Regions from separate parts of the Sus scrofa genome. Here all the other regions are linked to region 1. Evidence: chromatin contacts called from public Hi-C and HiChIP or PLAC-seq data. All regions are on one chromosome and are shown on one strand. The core of a region is the stretch at or near the end of the contact, and the rest is flanking DNA. Distances in the headings are between cores, read along the strand shown.

The links. A called contact is a pair of places that touch in the nucleus more often than the background predicts. HiChIP or PLAC-seq counts read pairs in DNA pulled down with a chosen protein or histone mark.
Region 2: a contact with region 1 is called in a Hi-C map of liver, with 2.1 times the contacts expected there. The contact joins the promoter of ARMC7 here to the promoter of SLC25A19 in region 1. A contact is called at or near these places in 5 of 47 Hi-C or Micro-C datasets (embryonic fibroblasts, fetal liver, heart right ventricle and 1 more) and 1 of 2 datasets of contacts at active chromatin or transcription factors (alveolar macrophages).
Region 3: a contact with region 1 is called in a Hi-C map of liver, with 8 times the contacts expected there. The contact joins the promoter of KCTD2 here to the promoter of SLC25A19 in region 1. A contact is called at or near these places in 1 of 47 Hi-C or Micro-C datasets (liver) and 1 of 2 datasets of contacts at active chromatin or transcription factors (alveolar macrophages).
Region 4: a contact with region 1 is called in a Hi-C map of embryonic fibroblasts, with 2.0 times the contacts expected there. The contact joins the promoter of TSEN54 here to the promoter of SLC25A19 in region 1. A contact is called at or near these places in 1 of 5 promoter capture datasets (liver), 8 of 47 Hi-C or Micro-C datasets (alveolar macrophages, embryonic fibroblasts, epiblast stem cells and 4 more) and 2 of 2 datasets of contacts at active chromatin or transcription factors (alveolar macrophages and skeletal muscle).
Region 5: a contact with region 1 is called in an H3K27ac HiChIP or PLAC-seq map of alveolar macrophages. The contact joins the promoter of NT5C here to the promoter of SLC25A19 in region 1. A contact is called at or near these places in 3 of 47 Hi-C or Micro-C datasets (embryonic fibroblasts, epiblast stem cells and fibroblasts) and 1 of 2 datasets of contacts at active chromatin or transcription factors (alveolar macrophages).

The regions. Positions count from the first base shown.
Region 1 is chr12:6,031,211-6,036,252 of Sscrofa11.1, reverse strand. It overlaps SLC25A19 (solute carrier family 25 member 19), which reads right to left and starts at 2,592. Exons shown (of 8, transcript NM_001164514.1): 1 at 2,517-2,592; 2 at 1,992-2,045. LOC102165522 (a long non-coding RNA gene) reads left to right here and starts at 2,607. Exons shown (of 3, transcript XR_002336994.1): 1 at 2,607-2,708.
Region 2 is chr12:6,181,755-6,187,067 of Sscrofa11.1, reverse strand. It overlaps ARMC7 (armadillo repeat containing 7), which reads left to right and starts at 3,986. Exons shown (of 3, transcript NM_001243806.1): 1 at 3,986-4,383; 2 at 4,477-4,620. The coding sequence starts at 4,293. SLC16A5 (monocarboxylate transporter 6) reads left to right here. Exons shown (of 5, transcript XM_005668613.3): 5 at 158-1,553. The coding sequence ends at 405.
Region 3 is chr12:6,237,904-6,243,237 of Sscrofa11.1, reverse strand. KCTD2 (BTB/POZ domain-containing protein KCTD2) reads left to right here and starts at 1,875. Exons shown (of 6, transcript XM_021066666.1): 1 at 1,875-2,284; 2 at 3,880-3,988. The coding sequence starts at 1,946. It also overlaps a transcript of ATP5H not described here.
Region 4 is chr12:5,854,466-5,859,713 of Sscrofa11.1, reverse strand. It overlaps TSEN54 (tRNA-splicing endonuclease subunit Sen54), which reads left to right and starts at 3,923. Exons shown (of 12, transcript XM_021066651.1): 1 at 3,923-4,011; 2 at 4,131-4,753; 3 at 5,090-5,248. CASKIN2 (caskin-2) reads right to left here and starts at 3,840. Exons shown (of 20, transcript XM_021066645.1): 1 at 3,614-3,840; 2 at 1,925-2,470. The coding sequence starts at 2,018.
Region 5 is chr12:6,158,951-6,164,005 of Sscrofa11.1, reverse strand. It overlaps NT5C (5'(3')-deoxyribonucleotidase, cytosolic type), which reads right to left and starts at 1,586. Exons shown (of 4, transcript XM_021066663.1): 1 at 1,256-1,586; 2 at 809-909; 3 at 358-731; 4 at 1-239. The coding sequence starts at 1,564. The coding sequence ends at 58. It also overlaps a transcript of ARMC7 not described here.

The DNA.
Region 1 (5,042 bases), core at 1,343-3,842:
CTAAACGCAAGAGACTCGGAGTCAATACCAGAGCAAGTTCTTAGGGTGTCTGCTCAACCATCACTCCTCAGAGCAACGCCCCCACCCCCGACCAGCCCACAGCCCACAGCGAGCAACGCCCCCACCCCCGACCAGCCCACAGCGAGCAACCCCCCCATCCCCAACCAGCCCACAGCCCACAGCGAGCAACCCCCCCATCCCCGACCAGCCCACAGCCCACAGCGAGCAACGCCCTTATCCACCCCTTTACTCTGCTTATCCTGCTTTACTCTTCTTTACAACATTTACATAACAGACATTTGGAGTTCCCATTGTGGCTCAATAGTAACAAATCTGACTAGTATCCATGAGGACATGGGTTCGATCCCTGGCCTCACTCAGTGGGTTAAGGATCTAGCGTTGCTGCAAGCTGTGGTTCAGGTCACAGATGAGGCTTGGACCCCACGTTGCTGTGGCTGTAGCATAGGCCTTGATTGGATCCCTAGCCTGGGAACTTCCATACACCCCAGGTACGGCCCTAAAAAGAAAAAAAAAAAAAAAAGACTAGATCAGGAGTTCCCTGATGGCCTAGCACTTAATGATCTGGTGTTGTCACTGCTGTGGCTCAGGTCGCTGCCGTAGTACAGGTTTGATCCCTGGGTTGGGAACTTCTGAATGCTCTGGGCGTGGTCAAAAAAAAATTTCAGAAGGGACCTCAGAATAACCTAGTTTTTTTGACCACCTCTAGTAACAGGGAAGTCAGGGCCCACACAGGGACACCTTCGCCCCACTGTTGTTTCTTTTTCTCCGCTCACTCTCCCTGGAACTCTGTCTGTACCAGTCCCTCAGCCCCAAACCCGAATATTTCTGAAAGTACCAAAGTAGTACTCCAATCCATCCTTGAAATTGACCAGACATTTCCACGGGGCTCTATCAGCAAAGTACTTTAAAATAATGTCTTATTAAAGTCTAGTGGCGGAATTCCCACAGTGGCTTAATGGGTTAAGAATCTGACTAGTATCCATGGGGATGCAGGTTCAATCCCTGGCCTTGCTCAGTGTGTCAAAGGATCCAGTGTTGCCGTGAGCTGTGGTGTAGGTCGAAGATGCGGCTCGGATCTGACATTGCTGTGGCTGAGGCGAAGGCCAGCAGCTGCAGCTCCAATTCAATCTCTAGCCTGGAACCTCCATACGCAGCAGGTATAGCCCCCCCTCGCCACCCCAAAAAAGTCTAATGGTATGAAACCTCCCCACCCTTGCCAGGAATGTGCCCATTCCTCGCTAACTTCTCTGCACACCCTCAAAGGTCACGCTGAGCAGTGCTGGTTCCCTGCTGTCAAGAAGGGGGCATTTCTATAAGTAGGCGTTCTGTATAGCTGGACATAATCTTACACCTCAAATCAAGAAGCCTGAGTTCAGGGAGTTCCTGCTGTGGCTCAGTGGATTAAGAATCCTACTAGGATCCATGAGGATGCGGGTTCGATCCCTGGCCTCACTCAGTGGGTTAAGGATCCCACATTGCTGTGAGCTGTGGTGTAGATTCACAGCTGCAGTTCCAATTTGACCTCTAGCCTGGGAACCTCTATATGCTATGGGTGTGGTCCTAAGAATAAATAAATAAATAGAAAACTACTTTATAAGAAAAAAAAAGAAGGGAGTTCCCTTCATGACTCAGCAGAGACAAATCTGACCAGCATCCATGAGGACAAAGGTTCAATCCCCGACCTTGCTCAGTGGGTTAAAGATCTGCCATTGCTTTGAGCTGAGGTGTAGGTCACAGACTCGGCTCAGATCCTGCGTTGCTGTGACTGTGGTGTAGGCCCGTGGCTATATCTCAGATTGGACCCCTAGCAGGTTTCATTTTCTTCTGGAAAATGGTAATGATGGTGGCCCTGCCTAGCCAGATTCCTGGAAGGAACATCCAAGATATCATGTGTGATAAGCTCTGTAAGAAAGGTAAAATTTTTTTACACGTGAAAGGGCTTGTAAATCACAATTCAGTAGTGGCCTTACTTTTTCTGCGGGTTCAAAATTTCCTTCTTGTACCAAAAAGCCTTGATATTTAATCTGAAGAGACAAGATAAAAAATGAAATATGATTACATGTATGATACAATTCAGTATTCAGAAGATAGGGAGCCGCTGGTGTCTCCCTTAGCCACTCCCCTTTTACTACTGCAGCAGCTATGCAGGTCTCCCGCGGTGAGCGTGTGTGCCCCTGGGCTCAGCTGAGAGTCTCTGCAGATGTGCCCACGTGTGGACACAGATGTCCACGTGTGCCTTTGAGCGTGTTTTTTCTCTCCGAGTCAGAGAAGACACCCGCGAGGTGGGCTCCCGCGTGTAGAAGTGCCCGGGGCGTGTCCAGGATTTTGCTCCCTGCGTCCCTGAAGATGCTTCTCACGTCAGACGTGACACGTGTGGGTACAGTCCCAGCCCCCGCGTGAGTACTTGCGCGTGTGGGCCCCTCCCGGGGAGCAGGGGAGCGACGGTGCAGGTCCCCGAGAAAAGTGCCAGGAGGGAGGAGGTAAAGGTCACTCACCCAGCTCAGAGGGCGCGGCAGAACTCTCCGCGCTCTTCTCTCCCTCCCTTCTCGCGCACGCTAACAGCAAAATTTAACTGCTCTTGGCAGGAACCGACGGGCTTCGGGACCAATCACCGCGCAGCTTCCGACAGACGCTGAACCAATGGTTGCAAGCCGCCCCTGGACCAACGCCTCTCAAGTTACCTCTGGGTAATGTAGTCCTTCGCTACCAAGGTTGTTTTCACCGCCCCCTTACCCCGCGAGGCGCAGAGCCTCCTGGGAGATGTAGTCCCTCGGCGCACGCGTGCGCAAATATAACCCACGCGTTGGAAGGAGGCGGGTCCCAAGCCAGACTGCGTACTTGGAGGTCGCGGTGCAAAGTGGCCCGCGCTTTAGATCAGCCTGCTGGCCGGCGGAAGTTTAGGGCGTTCTGGACTTGACCTCCTTTCCTCAAAACCGTCGTAGTTCCAGAATCCGGATAATCTAAACTTGGAAAAGATGGCGGGAAGCTTAATCAAAGCCTGGAGGCCATGGAGGAGGGAATAGATGAGTTTTTAAGTCCAAGATGGGGACGGCAAAAATACAGAGGTTTTGTTTGCCCTTAGGAAAATAAAAATACATAGACATATTACAGAAAATGTAGAAATAAAGGGGAAATGACTCATCCTACCTTTCTTACGCAAATAGCATCAGCGTTTTGCAGGACAGTATTTCTTCCTGATTTTTAAATAAATTGTTTTTTACATTAGTGCAATCATTTTGACGCACAATATCTATTTTTAATTTTTTTTTTCTTTTGTCCTGTGGCCTACGGAAGTTCCCGGACCAGGGATCGAATCCGAACCTCAGCTGTGACCTAAATCTCAGCTGTGGCAACACTGGATTCTTAACACCTTTTGGCACTGCAGGATCTCCTTTATTGCACAATTTAAAATCTTTTCATGCATATGCAGTAGTAGAGAGACCAGCTCAATGAGCCACCATATAGTCATTACTGAACTTCAGCAATTAACCAACCCTTGGTCAGTCTCATTTCCTCTATACCAGCAGCTATGTGCCACTGGTGCGGAGTCCAGACTCAATTTATTGGCCTCACTGCAGGACAAGCCAATAAATTGGAAGAGGAAAATTAAAAAAAAAAAAAATGAAAGAGGAGTTTTGGGGGCAAGGAATAATGACTTTATTGAGAATGCCAGCAGACTGAGAAGATGGTGGACTCTTGTCCCAAAGAACTGTCTGGCCTGGGTTAGAATTCCGGCTTCTTTTATGAGGGAGTCACACAGTTCCTGGTTCCAGTCAGCCTCAGAAGGGATGTGTTAATTTATTCTTTCCTGCAGTCACACAGATGGGCCTGGTCAGGAGGTTTCCTGGGAGCTGAACAAAGCAATTTTTTCTTTTTTCTTTTTTTGGCTTTTAGGGCCGCACCCATGGCATATGGAAGTTCCCAGACTAGGGGTCGACTCAGAGCTTCAGCTGCCAGCCTACGCCATAGCCACAGCAGCTCAGGATCCAAGCCTCGTCTGTGACCTACACCACAGCTCCTGGAAACACTGGATCCTTAAGCCACCGAGCGAGGATCGAACCCGCATCCTCATGGATACTAGTTGGGCTCGTTACCAGTGAGTCACAACAGGAACTTCCAACAAAGCTATCTTAGCTTAACTCTCATTTCGTGGGAGACAGAGTTCCCAGAGATAGGGATCTTGTATAATTTAAGCTTAGAGGTAACGTCCCTTTAGTGATTAACTTGTAGCAAATGCACTAGTATACAAAGGATAAAGTAGAAGAAACAGATCCAATATGGAGACAGATTTGTTCTTCCCCCTTATATCACCCCCAACATTATTTTTAAGTAAATGCCAGATATCATGTGATTTTTACCAGTAAGCATCTCAAAATGTATCTTTTTCTTGGGGGGGGGGATTCTCTCCTGCAGCATTTTTAAGTTCCCAGACCTGGGGATCAAACCTATGCCACAGTAGCAACCTAAGCCACAGCAGTGATGATACTGGATCCTTAACAGGCTGCACCACCAGGGGGAACACCTCAAAATGTATCTTTAAAAGACAAGTGTTAGAAGCTTATCTTTAAAAGACAAGTGATGGTCTAGCGGGTCAAGATTCCTGTGTTCTCGCTGCTGTGGTTCTGGTCGCTGCTGTCTGGCCAAAAACAAACAAACAAACAAACAAACAAAAACAAATCTGAAATAAACATTGCAACTCTCAAAAAAGAAAGGTGAGTGTTCCCTTTTTAAAAATACATCCACCTGGAGTTCCCGTCGTGGCGCAGTGGTTAACGAATCCGACTAGGAACCATGAGGTTGCGGGTTCGGTCCCTGCCCTTGCTCAGTGGGTTAACGATCCGGCGTTGCCGTGAGCTGTGGTGTAGGTTGCAGACGCGGCTCGGATCCCGCGTTGCTGTGGCTCTGGCGTAGGCCGGTGGCTACAGCTCCGATTCAACCCCTAGCCTGGGAACCTCCATATGCCGCGGGAGCGGCCCAAGAAATAGCAACAATAACAACAACAAAAACCAAAAAGACAAAAG
Region 2 (5,313 bases), core at 2,737-5,236, 150 kb before region 1:
ACCCATCGAGGGCCTACCGGATGCCAGCCACAGGTCCTGGTACCAGGGGTGCAGCCAAGACACAAACCCCCTGAGGTCACAGGGCTCACAGATCAGTGGGGATCAGGGGAGGCCTTGTAGCCCCAGGCAGTGGCCTAACTTTCTCTCTGTCCCCCAGGACTCCTCCTGGACACCACCACCAACTTCAGCTACGTTTTCTACATGTCGAGTTTCTTCCTCATCTCTGCCGCCCTCTTCATGGGTGGCAGCTTCTGGGCTCTGGGGAAGAAGGAGAGGCACCGCCAGAGGGCTGAGACCGAAGAGGCCCTCCCGGAGGCCACTAAAGAGCAGGGCCTCGCTGGGGGGGACACAGACGGTCCCAAGAAGCAGCCACGCCTGGAGATCATGTATGTGACCAGCGTCTGAGCCCCGGGGTCACTCACACGTGTGACCAGAATCTGCTCCGAAGTCAGGGGGTCCTGCCTCAGCCCGGGAATGGGGTGTCTGGCTGCTTGGCCAGGGGCTGGGGTGAAGGGCTGCCCAGGAAGCCTGAACCAAAGGCCACCCGGGCTCTGCACGTCTGGACTCAGCCAGGAGCTGGGCCCCCAGAGGCTGACCTCCAAAAAAACCTTCCATACTCCAGGAGCGGGTCCTCCTGGCTTTTTCCTTGGGCACCAGAGTACCTGGGGCCTGGGACAGTGGGTCTGAGCCTGGCTCGGGTCTGTCACAGCCGGCCCGGCTCAGCTGGCTGCCTACCGCTGCTGCTACAGCTCAACACACTGGACCTTCAAGTCCAGCCTGGATGCCTCCGATGTGATCTCTTTGTCCTTCACCCTCCAGACAATGCCAAAGAGCCTACCCTTCCCCCGAGTCCCCCACCCCTTCCCAGCTGGCCCCACCTCTGCCTGACAGCTGCCCCCAGCACAGATTGCTAGGCCTCAGCCTCGTGCTGGCTGGAACCTTAGGAAGAAGGACCTGTGAGCAATTGAGTCACGGTGCTGGGGGCCAGGCTGAAGGGCCAACCTGGATGCAGGATTTGGACAGATTAAATGTTGCTGGAGTACCTGTCCTGGCATCTGTGCAGGGACCCCTGGCTGGGGTCCCAGAATGAGTGGCGTCTGCCCTAGGGTCTCCTCCTTCCTTGGCCCCAACCTGTATCTTGGCTGGGAAGAGGAGTTTGGGTATGGCAGAAATCAGGGCAGGGCCCCAGGACCTCTGAAAATGGAGCTGCTTTAGCAGCAGAATCCCTTTCTCAGCCCCTCCTGTCATCCTGTTCCCCCTGCTGTGTCAGAGATGTCAACCCAGGGGTAAGTAGCCGGCTGGGCCTACTGCCAAGCCACCCCTGCTCCCCATTGGCTTGTGCTGCTGGCCTGGAGGTCACAGCTTCTCCCATATGCTTTCTGGGCTGGTGCCTTCCCCGAGGTCATCACCTGAGGGCTGGCTGCCATCAGCCCAGACTTGTCCCAACAGAATACTGACCAACTGAGGGAATGAAAAACAAGGTTTGTTTGCATTGCACACGAAAACATTTTCCGCAGCAGGTAATAAACCCTGTGACCCCTGAAGTTGGAAAATAGGCCTGGAGTCAGTTTTTCCTCGTCCCCCTTCAGGGCTACTCTCACCCAGGACCTTGTTTGTTGATTCAAGTGCACCCAGGCTCCAACAAGAAAACCTTATCAGGAGAATCGATTTTCTTCTGTGACCCAACTCCTGCCTTCCTCCTGCGCGCTCCAGCTGGCACAAGTAAATGTCCTTGGGAACATCCTTCTCCAGGACCCATGAGTGCCCCCTTCTGGCCAAAGGCAGTAGTATAGAAATGAAGCAAAGGGCTCTGGGCTGGGATAGAGCGTGGAATTCAAGTTTGACTCTGCCACAATTTGCTGTGTGACTTTGGGCAAATTGTTCACCATCCCTGGGCCTTGAAAAGCTAAAGTCTCTTCCAGTTTGAAAGGTCTGACCCTGAAGACCCATGGTGTCCCTGTTCCCATCCCTGTCCTGTACATGGTCACTGTCCACAGCTTGAGCACTGAAGGGAGAATGCACCGCTGGACACATTTCACCAGGTCCTGTCTCCTCTCCATCTCAATGGAAAGAGAGCGCGCTGGGACTGGTAGATGAATGCTTCCGGTGCTAGTAGCTGCAAGGCTTTGAAACTTGCGTCCCGTTAGGCCCATTTCTTGAAAACTTGTTTCAAAGAAAAAAGAGATCAGTAAATATTTAGCATAGGAAACTTCCACCTTCTCTGCCCGCTGGGCAAGAGTGGCAATAATCTCTGGGCAGAATTCCTCCCACAAATATTATTGAGCATCTACTGTGTGTCAGGAACTGGGCTGAGAGGAGTAAGACCAGATCGCTGCCCTCAGCACAAAACCAAGGACTAAGAATTCTTCCCCAAAGATGAGGGCCCCTGAAGCCTTAGGAGGGGACAAGTGATGGTGGAAGTTTCTATCTGATTCCAGAATTCACTCTTAGCTGATCTGGGATTCTTTTAGAGAGTGGGCAGAGCCGTTCCTAACCTGCATAGGGTGAAGCCCACTGTTCCCAGGCCTTTACTCCTCTGTCCAGCCAGAAGCAGAGAAGCCCCCTTGGCCGCCCTGGGCTAACATGCACTTCTCTGGGCCGCATCAGCTCCCTTCACAAGCTGAGGGGCCTGGGACCACCACCCTTCAAGAAGGAGCGGGGGCCCAAGCATCCAGACTACGGTCAAAACTCTTGGCCTGGGGTGTGTGCATAGGGCAGGGGCTTATCACAAGGACCTGAGACCACAGAGGGGCTCCCAGTGGGGCTGTGGCAGGCTGGAGTATGGCAGCCACTCTGCCCTCATGCCAGGCCCAGGGCCAAAGGCCCATGGCCCTTGCCCTCAGGAAGCTCACAGAAGAGTTCCCTAGTGGCTCAGCTAGTTAATGACCCAGTGTTGTCATGGCTTGGGTTGCTGCTGTGGTGCAGGTTCCATCCAAAAAAAAAAAAAAAAAAGCCAGCTTGGGAGTTCCCCTCATGGCGCAGCAGAAATGAATCCAACTAGGAACTATGAGGTTTCAGGTTCCATCCCTGCCCTTGCTCAGTGGGTTAAGGATCTGGCGTTGCAGAGAGCTGTGGTGTAGGTTGCAGATGCAGCTCAGATCCTGCTTTGCTGGGGCTGTGGTGTAGGCTGGCAGCTGTAGCCCTGATTGGACCCCTAGCCTGGGAAACTCCATATGCCTCGGGTGCGGCCCTAAAATTAAAAAAAAGCAAATAAACGCAAAAAGAAATTTTTTCTTAAAAGCAAAACAAAATAGCGCACAGCCCAAGCCTCTTTTATCCACCCATTTTCAAGCATGACTAGAGTGCGAGAAGCCACCTTCCTCCCTGGTGCTCTGTCCTCTGCGCCTGTGAGGTCTGTCTGGCTCCACAACCCAGAAAGCCGCCAGAGCGGTGCACTGAGGCTCCTTCTAGGGCCTGATGGTGCTGCCCCTGGTGCTCCCCGTCCACTTGGCTGACAAAATGCCTTAGGACATTACCCAGTTCCTGAGGTTTCTGGCCAGAGGTGGCAGACTTAGCACGAGTTTGGGAAGCAGAGGGTGCCAGGAAAAGCCGGCCACAAGGTAGTGTTAAAGGACCTACATGGAGGACACTGGGAGCCAGAGTTGCAGAGGACAGACACCCGAGTTCCAGAGGAGCGTCCCTTGCTCCAGAAGGCTGGGCTGCGCCCCCCTCAAGTGCAGAAGTATCTGGAAGTGCTTCTGCCTCGACAGTTCTCCCGTGGGTGTCCCTACACCCCCGCCACCTCTAAGCTCTTAAAGGCTCTGGCCGCGCTCCTCAGTGCTTCCACAACCTTCCAGGATCGCCGGCCAGGCGGATCGCCAGCCAGGCGGATCGCCCTCATCTGGAGCTGAGAAGCAGCAAGCGTTCCGCGCAAGCCCTCTAAGCTCTGCGAGGGCCCCGCCCCTCGCCCCCTTCGACCCGCCCCTTCCGCCCAGGGGCGGGACTAGGCGCGGCTTCTCCCGGAAATCCGGAACCTGGAAGAAAACCGAGCTCTGCCGGGCGCTGCTCCTGCTCCTCTCTTCCACAGCGGGCGGTTGTGTGCTTGTCTCCTGCGCCCGTCCTTAGATTTTCCACTCCTAACTCTTACGGAGTCCTGAATCCCCATCCCATTTCCCACACCCCAGTTTCAGCTGCAAATTACCGCAGAGCCTAAAGCCAGGAGAGGAGCCCGTTTCCCGCCCCAGTCCTCCCCTCCCCGGGCCGGTGGAGACCCGGGTAAGATTCTCGCCCCGCTTTCCGGCCTCACCTTCCACACACCTGCCGTTCCCTCGGGGGCCCTCCGCCGCCCGACCATGGCCCAGAAGCCGAAGGTAGACCCTCACGTCGGCCGGCTAGGATATCTTCAGGCGCTGGTCACGGAATTCCAGGAGACAGAGAGCCAAGGTGAGAGCGGCGGCGGGGGGAGCAGGGCGGGGGCAGGGGTCCGGCCACCGCCGCCGCCCCAGACCTGGTTCCAATGCTGCTTTTCCACTGCAGACGCCAAGGAGCAAGTACTGGCCAACCTCGCTAACTTCGCCTATGACCCCAGTAATTACCAGTATCTGCGGCAGCTGCAGGTCCTGGATTTATTCCTCGATTCACTGTCGGAAGAGAATGAAACCCTGGTGGAGTTTGCTATTGGTAAGGATGGGGTGCAACTCCTAGATGCCTGATGGGCTTTAATGAGGTCAGTGAGTTAGAAGTGAGTTTGGGAGAAAGGAATCTTAAGCAGTCCCTCAGCTGCGAAGCACTCATTCTGCGTGCCTGTCTGCGCTGCTTGCTTACAGGTGTGTGCATAAATGAGGAAATGGATTGAAGGCCGGTGCGGTCGGGAGGGGGGAGTGGAGTGCTCTTTTTAAACAGCTTTATCTTCATGTTTTAATATCCAGAGAAGTAGAGGTGACTTGGAATGGCTTATGCCTAGGACCTATCGAACTATTCGCTGGACAGGTATTATGGGGCATGTACTGTGTGATTAAGGTATTGTTCTAAATGCTGGGAAGATGGCAAGCAGGTTGGGGAAAAGGTCTTTGCCCTCGAGGAATTTACACTCTGGTAGAGGGAGACAGGTGTTTGAACAAAAGCTGAGGCTCTGAAGAAAATAAACAGGCTGATGAGGTGGAGCAAGGGGAGGTAGACACTCCTTTTGTTTTGGCCATCGTGGGAAGGCGGTCTCGGCAGAGGCACAGCATGGGCCCAGACCCTTAAGCGGGAGGAGGCAGAAGGAAAGGCTGATGTGGTGGGACTGTGGTGAATGAAGCTGAGAGAGGTACCAAATGAGGTCCAAGAGCTCGAGGCAGCTCCTGACTCAGAGCTAGGTGGTAGGAAAGAGTT
Region 3 (5,334 bases), core at 626-3,125, 210 kb before region 1:
CGGCATCTTGGGTGGTTTTATTAGTCAAGTAAAGGAATGAGGATTACTAAATCAAAAAAGGACAATTTAGGTTTTCAAATTCAAGGTGTGCAACTTGGCACATAAACACGATGGTCTTCTCTCTATTCCCTAACACCTAACTCATCCTTAAAAGCTCTGTTCTCTAGTGTTTGCAGTCCATGTACCTTTGGAAATATTGCTAAAGTAATATTCATACATTACATAAAAGTTAATGATTTAAATACATTTCCACTGAGTTTGCATTTAATTCACTGATTCTCCAGTGCACAGAACGTGACACATTTTAACAAAGCGTAGTTAAATAGAGCAGACTCTTGACCAGAATTTCCTCATCTGAAAAATGAGAATAGCTCTGCTTACCTAGGAAGGGTGTTAAAAAGTTACCAAATGTAATTTGCACATCAATTTCCTCTACAATCTTTTTCTTTCTTTTTTTTAGGGCCGCACTTGTGGCACATGGAAGTTCCTGGGCTAGGGGGTCAAAGCTGCAGCCAGCCACAGCCACAGCAAAGCTGGATCCAAGCCACCATGTGCGACTTAGGCCACAGCTTGTGGCAATACCAGTCCGTAACCTACTGAAGAATGCCAGGGATTGAACCCGCATTCTCACGGAGAGGGCAGGCTATTAACCTGCTGAGGCACAAAGGGAACTCCGGCTCTACAATCTTATACAAACTTAAGGGGCTCTCTACCCGCTATTCATGTCTTATCATCCCCTGCAGCATTAGCACATACCCTGAGTATACTAGCAATACCCTTAAAAGAGGTATACAATACACGTGTGAATATGAGAGAAGATGGAAATGCATCACTGCCATTTCTTTTTTAAACAAAGACAGAATATGAGAAAATAGACATTAGGAAACAGATTGAAATATCAAAGGTCTTTACAAGCTATAGAGGGAGTCGCAAAGGAGATGGAAGAAATCTTCCCCAGGATCTTAAAAAAAAAAAAAAACCATTCGTCCAATACCTGCTGCTTCCTTTTGCTCTCAGGATAGCTAATGTTACCCAGAGGGGAGGGGAGGGACAGCTGACTTTTAAATACGCCAAACAAGTGCCCTCACAGAGACTATTCCAAGCACCAGCAGAAAGTAGGCTTCATAAATAAAGGGACTGTTGTCTTTTATTTACTACGGAATCCCCAGCGCCTAGAACAGATATTGCACACAGGAGGTGCTCAGTGAATATCTGTTGAACGGATAAACGAACCCTGCACTTGAGAGGCTCTGAAAGCTTCACACCCTCGAATGCTGGAACCCTAGTGTCACCCAGCAAGCTAAAACTATCTCCGAGAAACGTTTCCTCACCCTCCAAACCAGACTACTGAAGTCGGTCGCGCTGGGGCGGGCTAGACGAGACAAGGTTAGTAGAGGCGCCTAAGTCAAAGGCAGCAGGTCACAGAATGGTCCCTGCGACCTAGCGCTCGGGGGGAAGGGAGAGAAGGGGAGCGTGGAACAGCTGGGACACTGCCAGAGGGGAAACCGCAGGGCCCGGTGTCCTCGGCAAGGGTGCAACAAGGATCAGGCCCAGGTTTGGAGTCAGCAGGGCAGAAGAACCTGCAAGGGTCGCGACCAAGGGCCCCAAACCCCACTCACCTTCACCGACTCCGGAGGCCCTCAGTCCAAGGCAGCAAGGAACGGAAGTGGATCACCGGAAGGCCTCACCTCAGCCAATCCCAAAGCTAAAGGGACGGGCCTTGTTTCCCAAGACAGCCAATAGAGATGACGGCTACTTCCGGAAATCCCGCCCCCGGAGGCGGCCGCAGCGCCTCCACAGCACGGGTCCCCGGGCGCTGGTTGGGGGCGCTCCAGTCCCTCTCCCCCGGCCCCACCCCCGCCGATGGGCCGGCCCGGCTCTCCCTGCCGAGAGATGGGCCGGCCCGGCGGCGGGCGGGCAGCGGCGGCGGCGGCGGCGGCCCAAGATGGCGGAGCTGCAGCTGGACCCGGCGATGGCCGGGCTGGGAGGGGGTGGCGGGAGCGGGCTGGGAGATGGGGGTGGCCCGGGCCGCGGGCCCCCCAGCCCTCGCCCCGCTGGCTCCACACCCCGCGGACACGGCCGCCCGCCCACCGCCGCCGCGCAGCCACTGGAGCCGGGTCCCGGACCGCCCGAGCGGGCAGGGGGCGGCGGCGCGGCCCGCTGGGTCCGGCTGAACGTGGGCGGCACCTACTTCGTGACCACCAGGCAGACCCTAGGCCGGGAGCCCAAGTCCTTTCTCTGCCGCCTCTGCTGCCAGGAGGACCCGGAGCTGGACTCAGACAAGGTGCGCCCCGCCCTCGGGCGCGCCCCCGGCCTTCGAACCCCTTCGTTCCTCCTAGGCTGGTCCCCAGATTGCTGCGCCACTCTTCTCACTGGCGGGTTCCTCGGGCCGGGACACCCTTCCCACCTCTTTCCCCGTCAAGCTAACGCCAGGGGCTCTTCTCCATCCTCAGGCGCAGGCAGCCTTTCTCTCCTACCCCGCCCTTCGTTCTCAGCGCCTCCTACCCCACACTGTGCCCACTCTCACCCACGAGAATCCACTCCACACCCCTCCTCCGAATTCCTCTTTGCACCTCATCCCAGCCCCTCAGGTGTGCGTGAGTTTTTCCCTGGCTCCTCTTCAGCCCCTCACCGCCTGTGGCAGATGCATCCAGAACTGGGTCAGGATGAGCTAAGGCATCTTTGTAGCTTTCTCAGACTTCCTCTCGGACCCCTGTGCCAAGTTGGGTGAAGCCTGGGTCTGACGATGACAGCTGCAGGAAGTGCTTCTCGTGATATTACACATCTTTTCTGTGATCCTGGTCCCTGAGCTCGTATCTGGTAACTGTCACTGTTTCAGATCCATATTTGAGATCATATACATTCCTTGGAAAGAGGTTACCATTTGCCAGTGCAAATCTAAGCTGACCGGCTAAGACTAGTGAAAATGAAACCCAAAGAGTGCCATTGGGCAAAAGATGCGTGGCTGCTAACCAAAGAGTTGAGAGTGACAAGACACTTAACCCATTTTCAGTTTCAGCCGTTTGAATTTCTTTTTAACTTTATACGTTCATCTTTTAATTTCCAATTTATGGGCATTGACCATTACTTCACTGCCTTATAGCCCAGGTAGCACTCAGGTGTTCCTTTGCAACAAAGCTGGGGTTGGATAAACATTGGTCGATTTCATTTATTCATCTCCTGCTTCTCCAGTAATAAATCTCAGATTGAAGACCGGTCCTGCCCTAACTTTAAAGAGTTTCCAAAATCTTGCTCAGAAAAGAATTATTTTTATCTGCCCCCAGATTTTCCTCGTTGCAGTAGCAGCCAGTTTCTTCTTGTTCCCTTTACTGTAAAGATGAGTAGGATTAAAACTGCTCAGAGCCAAGTCCTGGCAGTGCCAAGCTTCCTCTGGGCACAGAGCTAGGATGTGTGAGTTACAGCTGCCAATGCACACTCCCACTGATGTTGGCCCTGAGCTCAGGAGCAATGCCAACTAAACAGAGGTTTTCTTGGAATTAGGAATGTGACTCGGGGACAATAGAGAAGTCAGTATGTCCATCTCACGCAAAAAATTTTGGTCCTGCAACCATAGCATTTTCTTCTTCTGTTTCTTAGTAACAAACGTTCCAAAGGAAGAATGTTGGTAATTGTTTCTGAGGGAAGATTTTAAAATTTCCAGCTAAAGCCTGGATGATGAATATCACTGTACATCTGTAACACCCTCCCTGGAATGACCTTAAAGTCGGAGATGCATAAAGCTAGCCTTCTTGCCGATGGTTTGTGATAACCAACGAGCAGAACTTATCCTCTCACTGGTGACTTGTGACAGAGGGGTGGAAATCCTGCCCTGACCTAGTCGGAAAGCTGCACAATGACACCCTTGTGTTTGTTTGGCAGGACGAGACAGGGGCCTATCTGATTGACAGGGACCCTACCTACTTTGGTCCCATCCTCAACTACCTCCGCCACGGGAAGCTCATCATTACGAAGGAATTGGCAGAAGAAGGTAAGAAGAGTGTTTGCACAGGACATTTTTAAAGTTCAGGCCAAATCTTTAAAGCTGTTACACACACTTGAATTTTGAGATAGTCATTGAGCTCCTGTGCAGGTGTAGCAAAGGTTGATGAAAATGAGCAGGGGGCCAGAGTTCCCGTTGTGGCGCAGCAGAAATGAATCCAACTAGGAACCGTGAGGTTGCGGGTTCAATCCCTGGCCTCGCTCAGTGGGTTAAGGATCCAGCATTGCCATGAGCTATGGTGTCAGTCACAAACGCGCTTGGATCTGGCCTTGCTGTGCCTGTGGTGTAGGCCAGCAGCTGTAGCTCCACTTAACCCCCTAGTCTGGGAACCTCCATATTACCACAGGTGCAGCCCTTTAAAAAAAGAAAAAGAAAAATGAGCAAGGAGCCTCCAGTTATCTAGTCTTAGCTGAGAGGTCTTGAAGGAGCCCTTTTAGCCTCTCTTCAGCCCTCTCCAGGAGAAGGAAGATAGGCAGCTCAGCTTCGGGTGTAGCGCCGGAAGTTTTTTCTGAACCTGCAGGATCGTCAGGATCCCTTTTTACGTGTACTTCTTACCAGCAGTGAGCATCCACAACCTGAAGCAGAAATCTCTGACGGTTCCATACGTTCAGTTTTAGTTTGAACTTGCGGCTGTTAAAAAAATAAAATAAATAATAAAAGCTTGGCCTCCTTTCTCTTAAGACTCGTCATGCTTCCTTATAAATTTTTGCAGCTGACCTAAATCATGTTCCAGCCCATTGTCAGGTGCATCATTAGTTGACTCATCAGTTAGGTTTGTAGGGCATTTGGACTGTAATTGGGTCAAGACATCTTTCTAGAAGGCTGTCTTGGTCTCACTGATATGTTCAGTTGAAGATTGGGGCCTGTGCCTAAATCCGGGGCACCCTGACCCAGCTCTGGGTAGGAAAGCTGTAATGGCCATGCTGGTTAAGTGGCTGCAAAACGCCACTCTTTCAACCAATCAAGAGTAATTACTGCCCTTTTTTTTTTTTTCCTTTTCTTTTTTGGCCGCACCTTTGGCACATGGAAGTTTCCTGGCCAGGGATCGAATCTGAGTGACAGCTAAGACCTGCGCCACAGCTGAGCCAAGGCCAGATCCTTAACCCACTGTGCCACAGCAGACACTCCCCTCTCCCCCCCCCTTTTTTAATGCCTCCTCTTTTTTTTTTTTAAACACTTCAAATGCTTACAGATAGTGGGACTAGTACAATAAATTACATACATCCAGCTTCAACAATCACTAACTCATAAGTAGTCTTATTTCTTGAAACAGGGAACCTTAAGCATCTTTTCTAATGCCTGGAAAAATTTGTTTTGAAAATAATTTCAAACTT
Region 4 (5,248 bases), core at 2,674-5,173, 180 kb after region 1:
AGTTGCCTTATGTGTCAAGTGGATGAACCCACACCTGTCTCAAGGGAACTGAGGGCTTTACAATATTTCAGTAACTGTAGGCTTTGCCAGTGTCACCTTGTGATCTCCTGTCACCCAGCTTTCCCAGCTTCTCAGAGGACTGGGAGGGGAGATGGCGCCAGGACCTCACAGGCAGTCCCAGGACCCTATCACTCTGTGCACGTCCCCTGGAGGCTGGGACATCGTCCCCCACAGACATGTCCCCCTGGGCACAGGGTGCCTCCCCTGGAGCCTAGGAGCCCTGCCGCCAGGTTCCCGCCACCGGCCTCCAGACCCCAAACACTTGCCCTCCTGAGGGCCTCGCTTCCCCAGGGCTGTGAGGCCAGCAGCGGCTCAACCAAGGCCCCGCTGGGCAGCTTGCCAAAGACAACACAGAGGTGAGGGGAGGAGCAGGAGAGGCTCCCACTCTTGGGCCTCGGGGCCCCCGGCCCGGCCCTCCTTGGCACTGTCCCCCCATCGGGCTCACCCTGTGTCCACCTCCCCTGCAGTCCCATCTCCCTACACGTCAGGTGTGCACCCTGGCGTGCAAGTGGGGGCCCTCACACGTGCGCACAACTCCTGGGCCCTCAGAATCCTTCCTTGCGGCACCCCATGTGCCCAGGAGTGGGGGGACATCACTAGGGGACTCCTGCCTGTGCACAGGGCCACTGTGTATCTTGGGGCTGGAGCCCTAGCCCTCAAGGAGGACTCTGCCTCCCCCGGCCCCAGGCTGGTGGCAGGAGCCACCTCCTGTGCCTGTTGGTCTAAGAACTCAAGGGGACAAGTCCAGTGTCCTCTTGGGACAGTCCAGAGAGCTCTCCCTGAACCTCAGAGCTCAGTTCCCCTCGGGCAGTGGGGGGGTGTCTCACTGCAGAGGTACTCAGGAGACAGAAGTCAGGTGTGGCCACCTGAGCATGGAACCCCACCTCCCTGTCAAGACTAGAGACCCCAGGCTGCAGAGAAACCTCCAGAAAATTAACTTGGGCCACACACCCCTCCCAGGGGACAGAGAAATCAGAGAGAAGGGGACCTTAGCAGGCACTTGATGTTGAACTTTGTTTTAAGAAGAGTTCTCTTTTAAAAAGCTATCATACGGGAGTTCCCAACGTGGCACAATGGTTAACGAATCCGACTAGGAACCATGACGTTGTGGGTTCGATCCCTGACCTTGCTCAGTGGGTTAAGGATCCGGCGTTGCCGTGAGCTGTGGTGTGGGTCGCAGACGCGGCTCAGGTCCCACGTTGCTGTGGCTGTGGCATAGGCCAGTGGCTACAGCTCTGATTTGACCCCTAGCCTGGGAATCTCCATGTGCCGAGAGAGCAGCTCTAGAAAAGGCAAAAAAGACAAAAAAAAAAAAAAAAAAAAAAAAAAGAACAAAAGAAAGAAAAGAAAAGAAAAAAGCTATCATACTGATATCTCCATTAAGCTGACAAAGATGCAGAGATGCTCTGGGTGAACTGGGGGTGGGGGCGGAGCTCTCTGCAGTCAGTCCTTCCTAACCCACTGCCAGAAACCCCACAGCTCCAAAGAACATGCTGGACAAACCACCTGCTAAAGGCACCTCTACGAGGGTAGGAGTTTAGGTTTGTTTCATTCACCGCTGTGGCTCATGTGGCTCGTGCTCAGAGCCTGGTACACAATAGATACTCAAAAAAATGAGAATGAACATACTTCAATCCTCCTACTTCACCGACAAGGCACTTGAGGCCCAGAGAGGTTAAATGATTTGCCTAAGGACACACAGCAAGGGGACCCAACTTCCTCTCTGGCTCTCCCACACAGAGGCGCTCCTTGTATGGAAAAAGGCAGTCCTCCCCCGCCAAGCCCCCAGGTCAGGGTGAGGCCTCCCTATGGCCTGGCACTCAGGGGAGGGTCTCCCTGGGCAGTTACCCCACCAGGTACTCACTCGTCTTTGCAGCCTTGACCTTAGCCACCAGTTTCTGCACACCAGTCACATCTCCATTCTTGACAGCGAGGATTAGGTCCTGTTCACGACCCATCCTGGTCCCTGGGCTGGGATCAGGGTTCCAGGGCAGAAGCAGGAAGCTGATCTAAGTCGAGGCGTCAGGGTGCCATCCCTGGGCCCTTGGGAGGACCAGGTGTCCGGGGGGGAGGGTGTCTGGTGTCCCAGGCTGGGGGCTTCTTGTCAGGCGCTGACAGCTACTCCCTCAAGGTGCTTCGTGAGCTGCCACCACAGGCCGGAAAGCTGATCTCTGAGGGGGTGGAGGCTGTGTGGAAATCTGGACGGATATCAGCTTGCAGCTTCCGACAGCCCAGGGATGGGCCAGGACTGGGAACGCCAATCTTCCCAAAGTGGCTCAGGAGCACCAGTGCCCACCCAGAGGGCAGCCTGCATTCCCTCGGGCCTTGGGCAGCGGCGGCAGCAGCGGCGGCGGTGGACAGGTGTCAGGGGTCTGGAAAAGGTGTGGTCCGCTGAAGGCTGGGCCAGAGCCTGAAAGGGTCCCAGAAGCAGGGCTCAGAGAAAGAACCGGACAGGGCCTCCAGGGACCCCCCAAATCATCCTGGCTGCCCTTGTGAGTCAAGGGAGGGGCTGAGCCACTCAAAGAGGGGAGGGAGCCACCACGCCTGAGAGCAGCACTTGGTGGGGGGAAGGGGTCCTGGGAGGGGGAGGTTGAGTCACTGAGGCCCCAGGGCACCTGGCAGCACCTCAACCTGGGGCAGGAGGGGCCCTGGCAGCACGACACATTGGGGTAGGCGGGGCCAGCAGCCTGTTCTCCACAGCCCCGGGCACTGACACCCACAGACAACTGGTGGGCCAGAAGGTGGGGCCTGGCAGAAGGTCAGGCGCAGGCAGCCCGGCCCGTGGTCACTCCCTGTGGAAGGCGCCTGCCCCCAGACCCCTCCCTCTCTAAGCTTTGCTGTAATAGCTGGATGCCCTTGCCCCAGGGCTCTTCATGAATCTAGAGGGTGGAGTGGGAGCTACGGCTCTCCATCTCTGGCCGAGGGTCTGCCTGCAGGACAGGGAGGCTTTCCGGCACCTGTTGCTGACCCTTGCGCGGGATGGGGAAGCAGCTGGGCAGAGAACAGAGATAAGAGCTGGGGCACCGCTGGTAAATGAGGCTGCCTGGCCCCCCCCAAGCCTGAATCTGTGGCCCAGAGCCCCGACTTCACTTTAGAAAAGCTTACGTCAGTTCCTCAGTGGCCATGAATTTGCTGCCCAAGTCCTGTGGCATGAGCCCCGTGCAGGCCTGGGGCCCTAGCTGGGGTCGCCCTTCCTCCCAAAATGTCCCAAGCCCAACCCAGAGGGCACTCCAGCTCAAGGCCCGAGGCCGACATTGGGGGAGGGCGCCCCTGGCAGTGCCTGGGGTCGGGCTGGCTCCCCCGCCCCCCGGAATGCCAGTCCAGCGCCGCGCAACCCCCCCAACCCAGCCCAGCTCCAGCCGACCGGGGAACAAAGCGGCGGGAGGGACCGGGAGGGCCAAGTGCCGGAGGGATTGATGCGGGAGGACGGGATAGGGGCGCGAAAAGGACAGAAGGAGCCGACAGATGTAGGCGCCCGCCGATCCCGCAGGAAAAGTTAGTTTGTACCCGCCCTCAAGGGTGCTGACCCCCAGCTCAGACCCCGCCGTCTCACCTCTCCAGCCGCCCCGCTGGGGGTCCGGCTGGTCCCGCTCGGTCCCTGGCACTCCGGACGGCGGCTCCCACTGCCCCCCTTACCCCTTTTCTCCTTCTTCTCCTCCTTTTCCAAGGCCGGCTCGGCGCCTCCCGCAGGAAATCCCGCCCCTCCCCCTTCCCTCCCGCCGGATCGGGAGCGGAGGGATCGTCCCGGCCGCGCAGTCGGGCTGTCAGTCAGTGCCTGGGGCCCCGCCCCGAGCCGCCCAGGCCCCGCCCCCATCACTCGGGTCCGGACCTTGGACACTGCCTCGCTCAGCGCATGCGCCCAGGTGAAGCGGCGGGGGTGGGGACGAGAGTACGCTGCGTCCCGGCTGTTGGAGCAGGGGCGATCTGGGGCTCTAGGGTTCAGACTGAAGGGTGAGGTGCCCTGTTTGTGACGGGCGGGAGGGAAGACATGATGCGAAGGGGTCTGGGAACCGAGACCCAGGAATCTCACTTGGGAAATCCCCCTTCCCTTTTGCCCCTCGCCCCTCCAGGGACCGCCGCGGCGACCTCTGCCCGCGAGGCCAGAATAGCAGACCAACAACCGCTGGTTGGAGCAATGGTGCCACCTAGCGGCCCGTGTCGGAGCGGCCCGTGGTGGCGGCGGCGGGGACCCCAGCTTCGAGGAGGTGCCTATGACCATCTATGGTGGCGCTTCAGCACCATCGTGGGTCGGACAGCGGCCTCCCGCCCCCGGCCCTGAAAACATAGTTTCCGAGCCCTTAGGAAGAGACCCAACGGAAGACCCTGAAGGAACACCGAACCTCCCTAGATCGCATCTGACAGCCCTCGGCGGCCTCCAGTTTGTGAAGCTGGAATTCGGGAACCTAGCACTCGCCCATCTCTACACCCCTCTTCTTCCCTCCCTGTCCCAATGGGTGATGGGGACTAAGCAGCTCAGGGCTGCGGAGGGGAAGATCATGAATTTGACTCTTCATAGCACACTTTCAAACGTCAGGCTCCGCAAGTTTTACTAGAGAGGAGCCCAGAGGAGGGCTGGGGATCGGAGAGATGGTCCTAACAAATCCAGAAACCTGCAAGCTCTCCGCCTCCGGAATCGAGCCCCATGTCTGTTGGCAGGCGCTAGGACCCAGGACACCAGGAAGGTGGAAAGCAGGTGGGTTGATCTGGAGCGCGGAGGAGCAGAGGTCGGATTGGCGGGCGCTAGGGCCGCGCGGAGTTCCGGCGGTGGGCGGGGCATGGGCGGCGCGCGCGCGCGCGCGCGCAGCTGCAGACGGCGGCCCGATGGAGCCCGAACCTGGGTCCGCCGAGGTGGAGGTTCCTCCCGGGCGCGTGCTCAGGTGCGGCGCGGCGCGGCCCGGCCCGGGGGAGGCGCCGGGACCGCAGGGTGGGCGCAGGGAAGGAGATGGGCACCCAGGACGGGGATCCCGGCCAGGGCCGAGCGGTCCCGACTGCGTGGCGCTAACCCCGCGTCCCTTCTTGCTTTCCCCAGTGTGCCGGAGCTCTTCGCCGCCCGCTCGCGGCCCCAGAAGCTGCCCCAGCGCTCGCATGGCCCCAAGGACTTCCTTCCCGACGGCTCGGCGGCCCAGGCTGAGCGGCTGCGCTTGTGCCGCGAGGAGCTCTGGCAGCTGCTGGCGGAGGAGCGCGTGGA
Region 5 (5,055 bases), core at 337-2,836, 130 kb before region 1:
CCCTGCTGGCCTGCCTCCCCTTCCTCCAGATCCTGTCCACTGCCACTGCCCCTTGGCTCATGCATGCAGCAGACCCAGGCCGGGCGGGCCCCGCCACAGGACTTCCCGCTTGCTGTCTATAATCTCCTTCCAGTTGTCACTCCAGGAGAGTAGCCGCCTCCTGGTCGGGGGCAGGGCCAGGTGCTGGTTGTGGCAGCAGGTGAACAAGATGTGCTCCCAGCTTGGGGTCTCCTCTTGGCCTGTGACAGGACGCAGAGGAAGGCAGGGGACGCAATGGGTGACGTGGTGATCTCTACCCCCTCCCTCGTATCCCAGCAGGCCCAGTGCCCGGAGGGTGCCAAGGAAAATGGCTCCTACCTTGAATGGTGTCCTTGTCATCAATGAGCAGGTCCCCCAAGACCATGGTCTTGTCCCTCGTCAAGATAATGCGCTCCACAAACTGGGGCCCCAGGTGCTTCTCCACCCAGCCGTACTGTGTGGTGGGCACAAGTCTGTCAGGAGGGCCGGACGGACCCCGGAATTCAAGGCCAGCGAGCAAGTAGGTGGGAGGGTCTGCCGCCCTTGAAGCTATCGTCCCCTCCCCCCACCCCCACCCCCGACTTTGTGTGTTTCTGCTGGTTTCTTTCAAAGATGGGGCCTTAGGACCCTGGGTGTGCCGCCAGTGCCGCACCTTCTCGCGCACGCAGTGGTCATACTTGAGCAGCGGGCTGGTGCAGATGAAGACCTCAGTGCTGCGGGAAGGGGCGCGGGTCAGACAGGGTGGTGCCAGCCCCTGCTCCCCCCCACCTCCCTCCCGACCCTTCCTCACTCCTGCATGTCATTCATCTCCCGCATGGCTTCCAAGGCTCCAGGGATGGGCTCCAAGTTTAGGAAGAAGCCTGGGGCTTCATACACACTGGCCACTTTGTCCTGAAAGATACAGTGTTCCTGTCCTGGCTCTGCTCCCAGCCGATCTCGCCAGCCCCAGCGAGGACTCTCAAGATTCCTGGGGGAAGGGGGGCGCCTCGATCCCCACATCAGAGCCTCAGGGAGGGGACTTTGTTTAGGGGTAAGTACTCCTCCAGACTGTCTTGTCCTGGGACGAAGTGTGGATTCTGAAGTGAAAGCTTTGTCTCTGGACGTGGAGCACAGGCGGTCCTGACCCAAGGGGGAAGGCGCCCCACTCCCAGGTGCCCAGGAGGTTGGGGCTTCCCGTTTGGGACACTGGGGTCGGGGCTCCCGGTTCCCCCTGATCCTCGCCTCTCCCCCCACCTACCGCCAGGTCGGGGCGCAGGGCTCGGTACTGCTCCCGGGCGAAGAAGCCGCGGCGCTCCTCCAGCGGCACGTACGGCTCCCTGGGGAAGTTTCGCTGGAAGCCCCGCAGCAGGCCGGCCTCGAAGTCCGCCAGCACGCCGTCCATGTCCACCAGCACCCGCACGGGCCGCGCGTACCTTGCCGCCATCACCGCGAGGCACGGGCCGGCCGGAAGCATGGACGCGCGCGGAAACCCGGGCCGGAGCCGAGTTGAGCTCCGCGCCGGGACGGCGGCTTCCGGGAGGGGGCGGGGGGCGGGGCTAATTTGCATGGACGCCGGGTTGCCCCGCCCCCCGGAAGCACCGGGCCTCCCCCAGTGCCCCAGCAGCCGGCGCGGAGGTGGCCTGAGCTGCTCTTCTGGTCTGAGGCCGCGCCTACGTGCACCCCAGCCACCCTGCGCTCGGTGGCAGACGTCCTCGCTCACCTCAGACGTTTCTTGGGGCAGACCTTCCAGGGGCCCGGCAGAGGGTCTCTCCTAAATACAGATCAACGGCTTCTGAGAAGGAGCCAAGGCTGCTTAAACCCGTGAGCTGACGCCCCCTTTTAAGAATCCATCCCTGTCCTCCCTGCTTGTGGGGACTCTGGAGCAGAGCTCCCGCCACGTCAAGGCAGCACCAACCCAAGGCTCAAATCATGGGGACTCCCAGTGACCGAAGTGAATGAATCTGCTGAAGACAGCGGGTTCTTGTGAACAGAGCTCCTCAGACACCAATTCATAAACCAGAGCTGGCTTGAAACATGGGAGCATCTGCTTTAAGCATCCGGTTCACCTGGAGGAGGAGACTCAGGTAACCCAGACCATCCTCCTTTTTGTGGAACTGACACTCTTCTAGAATTGGAGTTATATCCTCCTCTAGAAAATGCTGAACGTCCGAATGTGTTATTGATTCTCCTTTTTGTAGATTTCACGTGTAAATTTCCTGACTACGTATAAATGTATTTACCTACAAACTAGATTCAGATTTGAGTTAAGTCACCCATCTTCCTGTAGTTTCCCAGTTGAGCACCCCAGTACTTCCAAATGGAACAGAAGAAGCTTTAGGAAGGGGAACCTGGTGATCAATTTTGAAATTCTACAATGGGCATTAGCAATAAATACAAAGCCACTGAGGTCACACAATTGTGTAAAAAGTCCACAAAATGCTGATTCTCCTGCTATCATCATTTTAAGATCATTCAACTTCACTTTGTAAACCCTAAGCTTTTTTTTTTTTTTTTGCTTTTCAGGGCTGCACCTGCAGGATATTGAAGTTCCCAGGCTAGGGGTCAAATCAGAGCTGTACCCCCTGGCCTGTGCCACACCCACAGCAACACCAGGCCAGAGCCGTATCTGTGACCTACACCACAGCCTAAGGCAACACAGGATCCTTAACCCACTGAGCGAGGCCAGGGATCGAGCCCGCATCCTCATGGATCTTAGTGGAGTTCGTTAACCGCTGAGCCAGGAAGGGAACCCCAAACCCTAAGCCTTCTAAGGGGAAAGTTCAACACCCTTAGCAAACATGTTTATATAGAATTTTCTGAAATGTGAAATAGTACCAAAATGACTGGCAGAACTGTCCCTCAGAGCACGTTTGGACTAGGCATTTACCTTCATGAAATAAAGACAAAAGCCAAGTTCACAAGTTGTAACACAAATGGGGGACATCTCTTTCCCAGAGCTCCATTGTTAGAGAGAAGGGTGCAGGTGCTCCACCTCTGAACTCCTAACTGAAACCGCAACTCAGGCTATGTGTAGGGCTAACCTGTCTTAGTGAAACTGGAAGCGTTCTGTAGCACAGCAATTAATTCTCCATTTTGCAAACGCTTTACACAATAAGGAAGAAAAACTTAGCCCAGTAATCTGTGATTACCCTCATTCTTCCCAAAGGAATGTCCATAGGTCAAATGAGCTGGTGGTTAGACATTATGCTTGAGTCATTTCAATCACGGCGGGGTTTTTAGAGGTGACCTCGTTCAAAGTTCCTTTTCTTTTAAAAACATTTTTATTGAAGTACAGTTGATTTCAAATGTAGGTTAATTCAATTAACCCAGTTATAGATATCTTTTTCATATTCTTTTGTAGTATTTGTCTTGTGGCTGCATCTGTGGAGCATGGAAGTTCCTGAGAAGAACCCTCACCACAGTAGCAGCCCGAGCTGCTGCAGTGACAGTGCTGGATCTTTAACCTGCTGCAGCGCAGGGAATTCCATCTTTTCCATTATGGTTTAGCACCAGATACTGAATATAGTTCCCTGTGCTATACGGTAAGTAGGACCTTGTTGTTCAGCCATCCTATAAATAATAGTTTGTATCTGCTAATCCCAAACACCCAGTTCTTCCCTCCTCTCACCCCCTTGGCAACCACAAGTCTGTCCTCTATCCTCTGTGAGTGCGTTGCTGTTTCATAGATAAGTTCATTTGTGTCTTTTTTGCCACACTGGCTGCATGTGTAAGTTCCTAGACCAGGGATCAAACCCAACCCCAGTTGCAGCCTGTGCTACAGTTGTGGCAAAGTTGGATTTTTTTTTTTTTTTTTTTTTTGTCTCTTTAGGGCCGTATCTGTGGCATATGGAGGTTCCCAGGCTAGGGGTCGAATCAGAGCTGTACCTGTCAGCCTACACCACAGCCACAGCCACTCCAGATCCAAGCTGAATCTTCGACCTACACCACAGCTCACGGCAACGCCAGACCCTTAACCCACTGAGTGAGGCCAGGGATTGAACCTGCAAGCTCATGTTTCCTAGTCGGATTAGTTTCCAGTGCGCCACGATGGGAACTCCCAAAGTTGGATTCTTAAACCCTCGGTGCCACAGGGAACTTGCTGTGTTTTAGATTCCACATATAAGTGATATCATATGGTATTTGTCTTTTTCTGATATACTTGACTTAGTATGATAGTCTGGAGGTCCATCCATGTGGCTGCAAATGGCATTATTTTCATTCCTTTTTATGGGTGAGTAGTATTCCATTGTGTATATGTACACCATCTTTATCAGTTCTTCTGTCAATAGATGTTTAAGTTGTTTCCATGTCCTGGCTATTGTGAATAGTCCTGCTATGAACATAAGGATGCATGTATCTTTTTGAATTACACAGCCTTTTCTGGCTATATGCCCAGGAGTGGCAACTCTTAGTTCAGGAACCTCCATACTGTTTTCCACAGTGGCTGCACCAATTTACATTCCCACCAGCAGCATAGGAGAGTTCCAGAAGTTTCATTTAGGACACTGAGTTCACAAATGACAAGCCCAAGGAATGCGGCTGGCTGGTCAAGGAGTACAGCTAGACTAAAACCAGGTCTGCAAGTTCCCATTGCGGTGCAGCAGAAATGAGACTGACTAGTATCCTTGAGGATGTGTGTTCCATCCCTGTGGGTCAGGGATCTGGTGTGGCCGTTAGCTCAGATCTGGTGTGGCTGTGGTGTAGACTGGCAGCTGCAGCTCTGATTCGACCCCTAGCCTGGGAACCTCCATATGCCACAGGTGTGGCCCTAAAAAGCAAAGAAAGAAAAAGCTAGGTCTTGCATTGCTCAATCTGGACATTAAATATAGCATGCTGACCTGGAACTTTCTGCCTAGAACCCAAGGAGCTTTCTCCCATCTTCTGTCTGCTGAATTACCTGAGGGGACTCAGATGCTCCTGTCCCCTTCTATTTACATGGGCCCTTTCTCTGGAGTCCTCTTCTTTGACCACCCACCACTGAGAAGCACCTTCTAAGCATGAGAGGACTTCAGATCCTGAATGTTACTGCCCAGCACAGGAGGGTAGGTGGTCGAAGAG